Linked DNA regions of Gossypium hirsutum: region 2 is linked to region 1. A link is a contact called in public Hi-C data. All regions are on one chromosome and are shown on one strand. Each heading gives the region's core, a stretch centred on a gene start, on an enhancer-like site or on the middle of the called end of the contact. The rest is flanking DNA. Distances are from core to core; before and after follow the strand shown. Region 1 holds the start of LOC107953403. Region 2 holds the start of LOC107953410 (transcription factor HHO6).

Evidence for each region. A called contact is a pair of places that touch in the nucleus more often than the background predicts.
Region 2: a Hi-C map of leaf shows a contact between it and region 1, with 2.3 times the contacts expected there. The contact joins the promoter of LOC107953410 here to the promoter of LOC107953403 in region 1. A contact is called at or near these places in 3 of 34 Hi-C or Micro-C datasets (leaf and petal).

What each region holds. Positions count from the first base shown.
Region 1 is chrD12:3,224,756-3,231,975 of Gossypium_hirsutum_v2.1, reverse strand. LOC107953403 reads right to left here and starts at 2,416. Exons shown (of 6, transcript XM_016888709.2): 1 at 2,101-2,416; 2 at 1,312-1,547; 3 at 971-1,229. The coding sequence starts at 2,130.
Region 2 is chrD12:3,393,227-3,400,362 of Gossypium_hirsutum_v2.1, reverse strand. It overlaps LOC107953410 (transcription factor HHO6), which reads left to right and starts at 5,231. Exons shown (of 5, transcript XM_016888715.2): 1 at 5,231-5,779; 2 at 6,020-6,279; 3 at 6,388-6,775. The coding sequence starts at 5,566.

The DNA of each region.
Region 1 (7,220 bases), core at 1,167-3,666:
AGAAAGCTTGACATGATCCCCAGGGTGACCAAATATGTTAAGAGCCTAGATGAGACATCATGTTTGTCCCCATTTTTACCCCCTTAACTTACCAAGTAGAAGTCACAAGAAGGAAAAGAAAAACCCCACAAACTTATGCAACAGCTCAACTCTCCTTAGTGATACACTTAATAATTTTCCCTAAATTATTATCAGAAATCTGGAGCACTAGGATATCTAATAATCATAACCCAACTTTATGCAAACTCGCATCTAAAGAGAAGAAGACCCAGAACCTGCTGTCCTAATAAAAGGAGTATCTAGATGCAAGTAAGGCTCGAATTAGCAGCAGTTATACAGAAATCAATTGGCTGGGTTAAGAATATGAGGTTGGTGGTATATTGGAATACTAACAAAAATAACATGATGTTGGATTGTCTTGTGTGAAAAAGCATGCTAGGATAGTCATTTAATTCTTTTTGAGCAGTAGGGGATTGGTTTCTAATTACAGGGCAAAAGCATCAGGTTCCTAATAGAATTACATAAAACTGGATTGGGAAACAAAGATAGTAGGTAATTTAGAAAAAGAAAGAGGCAATCAAACACAGAATGGTATTAGCTGTCATGAGTTTATCATGATTATGCTGCAGAAACCAAGGAACTCAAAACTTGCATTCACTGAAAGACCATTAGAAAACCTAAAAGCACAAGTGTATTTATAAATATAAAGGATGTTTTGGGTTTCTTTTGCTTCATTTTTGGTGTCCTGGTTGTAGAGCTCCCACCCACTAAATTAGCCATTCCTAATATGAATCTAACTGGTATAACTAAGGCTTTGTATAGCAGATAGTGTGAACCATTTAGTACTCAACTCCTTTTTGCAGATTCATATGGGAAGAACATAAGTAATTTTCAGTGTATTTCTGCCATAGAAATATTTGCAATTAGCAGTTAAACTTTAGAAATCGCGTTTCACCCATGAGGTGCTCACCTGATTAAGCATCCACTTCAAGCCAACTGCAGCTGTGCACTCATTTTTTGAGGCACTACTCATCCAGTCTAGGTTATAAATTTTGTCCAAAGTCTCAAAAATTGTTGACACATTACTCCTCCTAACTTTGACAGAAAATATCTCCCCATTTGAGCTTATGTTAGTATGATTGTTCAATAATGTCTCGAACCATCCACTCCCGGATCTCTGCATTGACATAATGGCAAAATACTGGACTGGGTTGCACGCACATTCAGCCCTAATCACACACAAAAAATTAATCCCATATTTATATCTGAAAACTGAAACCAAACTTAGGAGGACTAAAATCATTCTCTTACCTGCTATAAGTTTTGGGGTTCGGATAGTGTACGTAAGGAATTTCCCATGGCTCAATATTAGGTTCTGGACAGGGCTTTTGGACCACTCTAAAATTCAAAAATTCAGTGGTGCTGCCAGTGCTTATTTGCTTCAAACAAATCGTGCAGATATACACTCCACAAACCATTACAAAAAACAATACAACCGTCCTCAACACCAATGGAGACTTCTTTGACGACTTTAGGATGAAAGAATCCTGAAATTCAATGAATCTGCCAGATATTAATAACAAATTATACCAATAAAGCAAAAAAAAAAAGATAAAACAAAGCAGAACTTTGTTATTGATAAGTCATTAAATGGAGCTTGTGAAAGAGATGATGTGGGCATTCTTATAGCACTGAACTGAACTCTGATCTGATTTAGCTAGAAGACTCAGCTGTGAGTTGAGCAATACATTAATTGGTTTAATTTAATATGCAATTAGAATTAATTGATTAATCACGTTTAACGTAAATAAATAAACCAACATGCACATAAATATCAAAGAACATATCTTTCATGAAAATGAAATCTGGGTATTGTGAATTGACGATAGAAAACAAGCCCCGCTCAAGATATGGGTTTACAATACAAAGATCAGTTTTCTGTGCGTGTGCACGGAAAAATAGATCAGTATATTCGCATGACACTAAAATATGAAAAATGAAATAATTAATAGAATCTTTAATCTCACTCAAGATAACGACAATGAAACCCCCCAAAAAAACACACTCCTACAAAAGGGAAAAGGGGGGGGGGGAACTGACCTTGGTGAAGAAACAGAGATCGTCGGCCATGACTATGAGAGCTCAAAAAGTAAAGCAATCAAATGGCATTGGCAACTCCTTTATCAATGGGATTTTGTTGTTCACTCAAATGATAAAAAGGGAAGAAGCTAATAGCTTTGATCTTTCTTATCTTTCAAACAAAACTGGAATTCTTTATTTTGATTTTAAATGAAAGTAGAAAAGGAATGAGATTAATTATGGCGGAGATTAGAACAAAATGATTGAAGGCTGTTTGTTTGTTCCTAAATCCCGTTTCTGAAGCAACGCTCACTCTGCTTTGCTTTCTGCACATCCTTTACAGTCACATAACCCCTTTTTAATAATCGTAGCTGCGAGTACGGAGCAAGCACAAAACGATGGCGTTTTGTGGACAGGTTCCGTTTTAATTATGTGATGATGACTTGTTGGTAACGGACTTATGCTTTTTATAAAAGGACCATTTGTTTAAAAAATGTTACTTTAATTCTTTTTCATTAACAAAAGCAAGCTTTTTTAACCTTGTAATAAATTATGGTCTCACATACCTTTCCATTCCTTCGCTTTCTCTTTATAATATTGTGATCAGATGTGTACTTGATTTAGATCCCTCAATTTCTCATGCATTATGTACATTTTGTTTTTTTTTATTAATTATAATAAAAATTATTAAATATATTAATTTTTTACACAACTGCGACGTATTTATTAAATTATGGAGGGAGTCAATCATATATATATAATCATGGATGAAAATCTTGAATTAAAAAAAAGGGAAAATTTGTATAAAAAAAACAATATTATCCTTGGACAAAGCAATGGGTTATTTAAAATTTAATAAGTTAATCATGTCATTTTAAGCAGATGGTTAAAAGAATAAAATACTAAATTTATGATAAAATTAAAACAAAATAGAGCTTTGGTAATAATGCTTCTTTTTTTTTTATAATTTTCCATGAGTTGGAATTCGATTGATGAGTGTTATCATTAATTAACTAGACTAGTAGTATTAAGAGTTAATTTGCCATAAATATATATTGGGAATTAAATTAATCAAGTTATTTGTTTTGAAAAAAAAAAGAAATAATTATAAAATAATTACAAAAACAATTGTAATCCGTTTTTGAAGAATTACGTAAGATCTGGTTCGATAAAATTAGTCGAGCTTTATTGCCTCACAGAACATTTCGGATAATATTATCACAGCTCAAGAGGTAATCCATACGATGAAGCAAACCAAGATTAAAAAGGGTTAGATGGTGGTAAAGGTTGATCTTGGAAAAGCTTACAACAGGCGATTATGCTATGTGTCTTGTCTGCCTCAATGCAACTTTTTGGGAATGGTTTTATTTCTGATTCGTTCATTCCAACAAGAGGTGTTCGGCAAGGTGATCCTCTGTCAACATATCTTTTTGTTTTGTGTATGGAATTGTTAGGCCACTTAATTGAAGCGACAGTTGATCAGCAGCTATGGGAACCAATAATGCTTTCTCATTGAGCGCTAGGTGTGTCACATCTATTTTTTACAAATGATTTAGTGTTGTTCTGTAGAGCTGATGACTCAGGAGACGTTTGTCTCAAGCATGTCTTAGACACCTTTTTTCATTTTGCTGGTCATCGTGTTAACAAGCAAAAGACTCAAGTTTTCTTTTCATCTAATGTTAGGGACGAGGAAGCTAGGAGTGTATGCTCTAAACTTGGCTTTACAAGGGCCAGTGATATGGGGAGATACCTCATAATGCCTTTCTTTCACGATAGAGTAGGGATTAATATGTTTCAATTCATACTGGACAAAGTTATAGCTCAACTTTTTGAGTGGGATGTGTGCAAGCTATCATTAGCAGGTCATCTGACATTAGTAAAGTCTGTTTTGCTGTCGATTCCTAATTATTTCATGTCAACTGCAAGAATTCTTGTTGTAATGAAATTGAAAAATTGGCTCATGCTTTTTTTGTGAGGGTCTTCTATTTCTATTCAGAAACCATCTCTAGTCAACTGGAATATCTGTTATCGGTCTAAAGATAATGGTGGTCTGGGAATCCAAAGTTTGCAAGTTCAAAACAAGTTGTTCCTTATGAAGCTTGGCTTCAATTTGATTGCTAATCCTGGTGCGTTTTAGGTTAGAATTTTAAGAAATAAATATAGTATCCATAGTTTGGTACTTGATGATATTCAGCGTAGTAACCCATCTTACTTATGAAGGTTTGTGATGCACATTTGGGATGAAGTCAAAAATGGCATTATCTGGATTATTCGGGATGGTCGCCTAATCAATTTCTGGAACGATGATTGGGTGCTAGAGATTCGTCCTCTACAACAATTCTATCTTGGACCCGGGGAGCTGAATGACACGATTTTAGTAAGTAAAGTGGCTCTCTTGGATGGAATCTGGAATATACCGTGGTTATCTTCAGTTCTCCCTAGAGGAATTTTAACACATATTCTTGCACACTAAGTGCCTACTAGTGGAGTCGATTCACACTTTGTTTCCTGGAAATGGACATCGACAGGGAAGTTCTCTGTCATGGAGTCTTACAAACATTTTTTTTTGTTGCGGATGATTCAGGACATTTTAGGGGCAACAAGCTAATATGGAAGATTACGGCCCCCTCAACGAGTCAGGATGTTTTTGTGGTTGCTTATTCATGGTCGGCTACTAACAAATGAGGAGCGTGCTAGACGAGGTATGACTCAGGTTCCATTTTACGAGCAATGTGGTGCCATTTTGGAACCCACATTGCATGTTGTTAGGGATTGTTCTTTTGCAAAATCAGTTTGGAAAGCAGTTGTTCCTATGAAATATTGGATATGCTTTTTCATTTCCTCTTGAAAGATGGATCACGTGTAACTTAAAGAATGAAGGTAATTGTGCATTTGGTTGTGGACAATGGGAGGTTTTTTTGGGGATTGTTTGTTAGTTTGTTTGGAAAAGAAGAAATATTATTTCCTCAACTACCACATGGACTAAATCATTGCAAATAGGAGGGGCAATTGAAATATGGGCGTGCAGTGAATAGTTGGCAAAATTCAACCTTCAAATGGATCAAAATTAGTGTTGATTGATCGTTATCAAGGAGTGGTTCAAGAGAAACAATCGAGGAGTAGCGAGGGGACCAAGCAGTGGTTGGTTGTTTAGTTTCAAGATGGCAATAAGTATAACAGATATTTCCCAAATTGAAGCTAGAGCGGTTCTTAAAGGGTTGAGACTAGCTTGGGATAAAAGTTTTACACAAGTCGAATTGGAGAGTGACAATGCTTTGCTTATTGAGGTTCTTCAAACCAGACTTGCAAAGGTTAACAATGTTGTTGAAATTTAGATGATTAACAACTTGTATTCTAGAGATTGGAAAGTAAAATTCAGAACATTTGAAAAACCAATAACAAAGTGACAGATTACCTAGTCAAGACAATTAGTGATGATATCGATCGTTTAGATCCGCCGTCCAAGATCAAGATTTTGTTAAAAGAGGATACCTGTTTGACCATTCTTATATAGTCAAGTAGAAATTAGTTTATTTAGTTTAGTTTTTACGCTTGGCCTATTTTCCTTTCTACCAAATAAAAAAAAAGAAATAGGTCATATTTTGAATAATAGGTCATGCTTTCGCTTGCATTACATTTAATATTGTGAAAGAGAATATTTTGATTCTTGTAATAACCTTAGCTTTTGGGTCTCAAAAGTTCGAAAAATCAAGACCATCCATTTTTTTAACGTTGAAATCAATGGTAAAAAAATTTAAATAAAAATAAATAAACGATAATATTATCGTTTGCTCCTCCCCTAAATAAACCCTCCCACTTTCATCCAATTCTCAATCAATTTAATCAAACCATTTCTCTAAATTTCATTCTCAAATTCCTTTTTCTCTCAATTATCAATCTCAATCTCTAAATACTTTTTTTTTATTTTCTCTTAATTACCAAAAATTAGTAATTTCGTGCCTTTAATCGATTTTTATGGTCTCAAATTCCTTAAGAAATATAAGGTAATTCCTTTTGTTTTAAGTGTTAAAAAATTTCGAATAGTAGGTTTTAGTTCTTGCACCTATTATTATATTATTGATGTTTTAGAAAGATAAGTAATTTTTATGTTAACTATATTGGTATTTTAATAATATTGTAGATTATAAATTTATTGTTTTGTTAAATAAATTATTTGTATATTATTATATTTAATTTAATAAACTTTGCAAATTTTAAAAATGTGAAACACCAAAGTTGCAATCTAAGAATCCAACAGATGAATGTCTTCGTATTGATGATTCTGACATCTTCAGATATGAGCTTCCCAACAACGTTAAGAAACCACTACGCAACCAGGTGGTTGTACTTTTTGCTTTCTCTTCTTAACCAAAAATGGGATACATATTAATAGCAAATGTTAATGAACTTAGAGCGAACTTAGAGCAAATGTCTGTACATCCTCAAACTAAGTATATAACTCTATTACAACATTCTCAATTGAGTAATGCGCATCAACCTTTAACTTGACATTCGTGTCGTCATTCAGCTCAGTTTTTTTAATAAAATATCATAAATAGAGTAACAATATACTTGAAACAAATTAGTCTACTAGGGTGAGTATCCAAATTATGTTGCAGCAACTATGAACTTTGTTCAAAAAAATGAAGAAAAATAACTTAATATTGTTAACATCTACACTCTTCTCCTCGACATGCAAATTTTCTCCACAAAGGTTATCTTAACTCCAAAAAATCTCTCTATATCACCTCCATTTTATAGGAAGCCTCTACCACCAGATATGAAACATACTTGAAAATGTTGGAAAAGATCGAATATGATTATACAAATTTTTTTTAAAATGCTTCTTATTATGTTCGGGATCCATTTCACAAGAAGCCTATACTACCAAATGTGAAACATATTTGAAAATGTTGAAAAAGATCAGACATGACTGCCCAAATATTTTTAAAAAATGCTTCTTGTTAAAAGCGTTTAATTGAAAAGTTATGCTCGGGTTTCCCAAGATAATTGAAATACATAAATAATTAGATTCATCTCGATATTTCCAAGTTTCAATCCAACAACCCAAATTTAATTGGCCTATGCAAAATCTACCTATTTATTATTTAAAAGTTCATTATTACTGATTCAAAAAATCA
Region 2 (7,136 bases), core at 3,982-6,481, 170 kb before region 1:
AGTTTCCATCTTTCTTGACTGTAATCACTTATAATATTTCCATTTCCTAGTCGATATGTTAGTTTTACAAAAGCATTCAAGTAATCATATAATATAATAAGATACTAAACTGGGTGGTTCTGATATACTATGCTGCGTGAATAACATTTTCTCGGTGGCATGTGTAATCATATATAGATTTAATTTATATTTCAAATTACAATTTGAAAACTCTTGGGAGAATCTAAAACAACAGAAAAAAGCCAAATGTGTGTATATACATATAACTCATTAGAATTTTCATAGATTTGTAAAATAAAAAGTTATTGTAAATTATAAAGTCGTTGTTGGTAATGCAAAGGGTTGAGTATATCCTACATTGGTTAAGTACAAGCTATCAAGAGAATTTTTATATAGCTTTACTTCTTATTCTTTTTGAGTAACTGGACCATAGGATTCTATTGCTCATGTTTTTTTCAAAGATGAAGATCCAAAAACCTATGATGAAGTCATAAATTCAATAGATGCTTGTTCTTGGAGAGATGTTATTAATAATGAGCTTGAATCTATTATGTCTAGTTACACTTGGGAGTTAGTACACTTGCCAAACGACAACCTTCTTGAATGGTGATTTGGATGAGGAGATCTATATGGAGCAACCTTTAGGATTCAAACAAGCTCCAAAATAATGGCATGAGAAATTTCATAAGACTATTCTCAATTTCAGTTTTATAGTTAATGGTGCAGATGCATGTGTGTATTCAAAAATGTTTGGTTCTGATTGTGTCATCATAAGCCTGCATGTAGATGACATGTTAATTTTCAGTTCCAATATAAAAGCCATTAATAAAATAAAAAATTTATTATCTACCAGATTTGAAATGAAAGGTTTGGGAGAGGTAGATGTAATATTAGGAATTAAAGTTACAAAATCAGAAAAGGGATTTTCATTATATAAAGAAAGTGTTAAAAATGTTTAATAGTTTTGATGTAATCCCTGTGAGAACTCTTTATGATTCTAGCATACAACTGATAAAGAACAGAGGAAATATTGTTTCTCAATTAGAGTATGCTAAGATTATTGGAAGTCTTATGTTCTTGATGAACTACACTCGACTGAACATTGCTTATGCGATTAGTAGACTAAGTAGATATACCCATAATCCAAGTAATGAGCACTGGAATGCTCTAAATCGTTTGCTTAAATACCTTAAAGGTACTATAAATTAGGAGTTAGAATTTGCCAGGTACCTTGTAGTCCTTGAAGGCTATTGTGATGCAAACTGGGTAACTGATAATGATGAGATAAGCTCTATAAATGGGTATGTCTTTATTTTGGGTGAATCAACCATTTCGTGGAAGTCTGCTAAACAGACCTGTATTGCTCGCTCCATGATGGAGTCAAACTTAGCTGAGAAAGAGGCCGAGTGGCTTAGAAATCTACTTGCGGAGATTCTTTTATGGGAAAAACCAGTACCTTCCGTATCTTTATTATGTGACTCACAAGTCACAATTTGTGTTGCTAAAAGTCAAGCTTCCAATGATAAGAAAAGACATATTCGAATAAGATATGAATCTGTGAGACATTTAATAAAGAATGGATTACTCGCTTTGGAGTACATGAGGTTTGAAAGGAACCTAGCTGATCCACTAACCAAATGGTTAAGTTGGGAAATGGTTCTTGATTTGTCGAGGGGATGAGTCTTAAGCCTAGTGGTTTAGGAATTCATGGTGGATACCCAACTTAGTTTTTAAGTTCAATGTGATCAAACGAAACCATCGAAAGACTCAGTGTGTACATTTTACCTATCCCTATGGCGAATGATGTACGTACGTAAGGATGAGTTTTTACTCTTAATGAATTCATAGCCTATAATTTGGGTGGTCCTATTGGGATGGACTTGATGAATTCACCGACTTGAGAGGTTGAGTTCATGTCCCAAGAGTTTGGGTGGTCTTATTGAAATAGACTTAATGAATTCACCAAACTTAAATTTGTGAGGATGAGCTTAATGAAAGCTCTTAATGATTTCACAGCCCTAATTCGAGTAGTCTATATTGAGATAGACTTGATGAAACCACCTACATAAGTGTGAAGGACTAGCCACCTTCTACGAAAAACCATTTTGGGCAGTTTTTCTAAAGCACTTACTAGTGTCACGGGCCAAAGTTCAAAGCCCGTGACCATCGCACCAAATGCATCCAATGGAGGTCTATTGCTCAGATGGGGATCATTTGGCCTACAAGAACTGGCCCGATTCAAAGAGCTATTGGACAAGCCTGTCAGATTGAAGCCTGGTTGGCCCGGTAATGAAGAGATGGTAACTTAGGCTAAATATAGTAACTAATATTAGAAGATAGAGGGAATCTTATCTTGTAAAGATTAGATTAGATTTGATAAGGCTTATCTTGTAAATCCCTAAAATTAAGGGATATGGTTAAATCTCATCCGTCGATGTAAATGTATCTTGACCGTCGGTTTTGGGGGAGCTCAACTATAAATAGAGAGCCTCCCCCCCATTTGTACTCATTCCATTGTATTCTGAATTCTTAAGAGTAATAGAGTTCTGAGAGCATTTACTCAAACACTTTGCGTGCGCTCTTTCTGTTGTTCTTTTGTAGCTTCTTTTGGCACAATCACTTCCGCTATACAAATTGGTGCCTTGGAGGAATTCTAAGGAATCCTCACTTTTGGGCGTAAAGGCTAACTTAGGCGAGTTTAGAGCAAACGGATCGCCTAAGGCCGCACGGTTTGCGAGACGAAAGGTCTAGCCCCGTGACACTAGCATCCCGAGGTACATTGGCTAAAACTTGTTGAGTTATCACGGAACATCAATTGGATTCGAGATTAGTTGTGTGTCTTGAGTTAACTTCTATTTTAACAAGTTCAAGATTCGTTCACTTGTTAAAGAAAAGAATCATTTATTTCACTATGTACTAGTTCAAATCCACAAGATACTAGTGCTTAAGCAACTAAATTCACTATTGCTCTTCTCACGATTTAACTAGAAAAAAAGCTCTATTTTTCCTCGTGTTTTCAAAACCTCTAAATTACTTTGCATTAGTGGGGGATTGTTGGTAATGCAAAGGGTTGATGTTAGTGGGTATATCCCACATTGGTTAAGTACAATCTATCAAAAGAGTTTTTATATAGCTTTACTTCTTGCTCTCATTGAGTAATTGGGCCATAGACCTATAACAGTGCGTGCCGCCGTCGTTCGCCCATTTTTCGTATTTGTGTCTTTGACATGTATCGTGGGCGAAAATAGTGGCATAATTTCAAAACTGTTCCTGTGCTATATATTTTACTCTTTTGCCTCTGCCTATTTACCATTTTGCCTTTCCATTTTCAATATAAATAGAGGGTTGATTTCCTCATTTTTTACACATAGAAAGAAAACACAACACATTCAGAAAAACTCTTTCCTCCTCTTCCTTTCCAATTTTCTTAAACACTTTGTCGATTTTTCCCTTAAATCACTTTAGAGAAAATTTTGTCTAGGAGTCTAGGTTTTAAGCGGGACTGGTTGTGACCCATCCAAACTTTTCTGGAAATTAATCCTGTTGTGATTTCCCTGAGAAGAGCAACACCAATCGAGTTCTATCTTCCTTATTCGGGTGTATGAACATTGAAACATTATGTTAACTTTGGGGGACGACGTCCACTACACGATTATACCGATTAGGGCGAATTCGTTTCTAAGATAGTGATTTACCACGATACAATAAATTTCTAATTTCTTAATTTGTTATTTATTTTCCAATCAATCTTAACATATTTGTTTTGCAATAGCTAATTTTCAACTGTTGTGATTTATAGCCCATCAATTTGTGGCAACAAGTAGACTTTGAGATATATATATATATATGAATTTAGTAGGTGTAGTTTAGTATTTAAATTTAGATTTCGTAAAATTATAATAATGTTACATAATATTAAAGTCGCATATAATTATATATATTTAACATTATGCGTAACTTTAGATTTAGTTGTTGTTCTCTAATTTGATCATTTAATTTTAATACTTTTTTAATTTTAAAACTTTAGTTATGTCTCAAATGATAATTTTTAAATTCATTAACTAATATGGTGTGGTTTTTTGTGAGTATTATATAAAAAAATAACAGATTGATATTTGAAAATAACAGATTTTAACTTGACGAATTTAATGATTACAATATGGATTAGAAATGAAATTAAAAGGTTTAAAAACGGGGATAAATACCAAAAACGTACATAAACGAAGGTTTACTGTGCAATTATATACATGAACTTTGGTTTTGTGTAATTTTATACATGAAATTTTGATTTGATCCGATTCTTGTAAATTATTAACATAATTATTGATATAACATCATTTTATGTTTATATATTTATGTTTATAGATTGCATATATAAAATAATCATATTTATGCAATATAAAAATAAATTGATGTATTTATTTCTTTAAATGTGTATGATTAAATCAAAATTAAAGTTTCAAGTATACATTTGAACCACAATTAGAGTTTCACGTGTATAATTGCACCAAATTAAAGTTCATGCATATAATTGCATATTAAATCAAAATTCATGTATAATTTTGAAATTTAGCCAATGTACCGTTATTTTTAGGAATTTAGTTTTTCTACTTTTTTAGATTTCAAAATTCAAGTATTATTTTTTTTGTTAAATTTATCGGTGTTATATTTTGAAATAAAAAAAAACTCACTTGGTAGTATGTAACTAAAAAAAGATGTAATAATGAACTCAGAATTAACAAAATAATTTTAATAGTGTTAACGGTTGGACTTGAATTTTTAAATTTAAAAAGTCAAAGGACTAAATTCCTAAAAATAAAAGTACATAGATTAGATTCCAAATTTTTTAAAGAATACATGAACTTATAACATATTTTTAACCAAATTAAAAAATTAAATATAGAAATTAAATTTTAGAATAATGATGTTTAAAATGGGACTTAAACCACAAAATTAAAGAGATTATGCTTAGTTCTACACATGATTTTCATATTTATATAATTAATTTGAAGAAAATATTAGATAAATTGATTTTAAAATAAAATTGAATTTGGGAATTGGAATAAAGCTGGAATTAAGCTCTTCAAAAAAGAAATAAAAGGCTTAAGAGAGAGAATTAGGGAAAAAAAAGGGTGAGTGAACTCGGAGAAAAGAGTGAGTGAGAGATAGGATATGCGACGACGCGAAAGTGACTTTATAACCCAAAAACCGCAAACAGAATATTCGCCTTCTTAATTTCCATTCCCCTTTTCTCACCCGACTCCCTCTCCAAGCTACCCAAATTTTATTTTCCTTCATTTTCTCTCTCCCCAAACAGCAATCGCTTCTCTCTCACTCTTCACATACATCTCATTATTTCCAAATATATAAATAAACCAATTTAATTAAGAAATAGCTCCCTTTACCCTCTCTCTATATATTCATTCATAGATCTCGCCACTTCCTTTCTCATTTCACCTCCTTTTCTCTCAGCTTCAACAGATACCATAAAGGAATCAGAAGGAAAAATAAACCATAGGAAGCAAAAGGGTAGGATTGTGAGAGGAAAACCCAAAAGGATCAGAAATGGGTTCGGTTCCCCCAGAACTGAGCTTGGATTTTAGACCCACTTTTGTACCCAAAACGATCTGTACTTTTCTCAAGGAGGTTTCACTAATCGGCAACGTTCCTGACAAGGTTTCAAAACTCGATGCTTTTGTTAAAAGATTGGAAGAAGAAATGAGAAAGATCGATGCTTTTAAACGTGAACTTCCTCTTTGCATGCTCCTTCTCAACGATGGTTCGTTTCTTCAATCCATATAAATCACACCCCTATTTCCCCCCATTATTAATGGGTTCTCTTTTGATTTCCTTTTTTTTAAAGAAAAAAACCCTGCTCTCGGTTGCGAGTTTCAATTGAAAAACGTTTGTCTTTAGCTTTGTTTTTGGTTTTCTGATCGGTTCTATAACTTGGGTGTTTGTTGTTTTGGGACTCTAATTAAGCTATCAAATGTAAATTTGATTTTCTGTTTGATTGCAGCCATTGTAGCTTTGAAAGAGGAGTCAGTGCAATGTATGTCAAGAAATGTTGAACCAGTTTTAGAAGAGTTCATTCCATTGAAGAACAAGAAGGAAAATAATCGAAGTGAGGAAGATGGTGCCTTAATCACCAACAAAAAGGAAAAAGATTCTAACAACAACTGCAATAATAATAAGGACAAGAAAAATTGGATGAGTTCTGTTCAGCTTTGGAACACTGATGATGATTATAGTTCCATTAGTCACAAACTAGATTCTAAGGTACCTCAAAGTAAAGAGAAGATTGAACCACATTTAAGCTAAAGAATTGTAGTTTATAATGAAATAACAGTGCTAAAAATTGAATATTATTTGTTTGTTTTGCAACAGAGAAAGGACGGAGATTCATCTCAAGGATGTAAAAATAGGGGAACAGCAACAGCCTTTATGCCATTCAAGATGAATTTGGGTTTTGCAGTGAGGAAAGAAGAGAAAGAGGAGATACCAGTTCATGGATTAACGCTTTTGACTCCTGGAATCAAGAATCTGAAAGAGGAATCATGTTCTACGGGGTCTAGGACAAGTTGTAGCAGAGCAGTTTCTTCTTCTGCCCCCAATGCTCAGTCCACTTTTCGCTCTGTACCACAGCCACTGTCCCATCACCAGCAGCAGCAGCAACAACAACAACAACAGACTGCTAGGAAGCAAAGGAGGTGCTGGTCACCTGAGTTGCATCGCCGGTTTGTCAATGCCTTGCAGCAATTAGGAGGCTCTCAAGGTGAGCAAATGATGTTCCATTGGTAATGTACTTAGATTGTGACAATTTGGATTTTGTTGTTCTTAGATCTTCTTTTCCCTGTCTTGAGTTGGATTATATATTGTTCTAGTCATCTTAGATGAGAATTTAGAAGTTTGGTCAATGGGAAGATTAGATTTGCTAGAAACAGCACTTGTTTGTAGTGATTTTCGGTTCACTTATAACTCAGTCTGGTTATATTTTTAGAGGTGGAAAGTATAGATTCAAATCTGGCTAAGTAATATCTGTATGATTCTGTTGGGATCATTGGATTGAAGTGTTCTTTTTCCATGGCAATTCACTCTTTGATAATTTTACTTCAAAGTTTCTGAATCAAATTTCT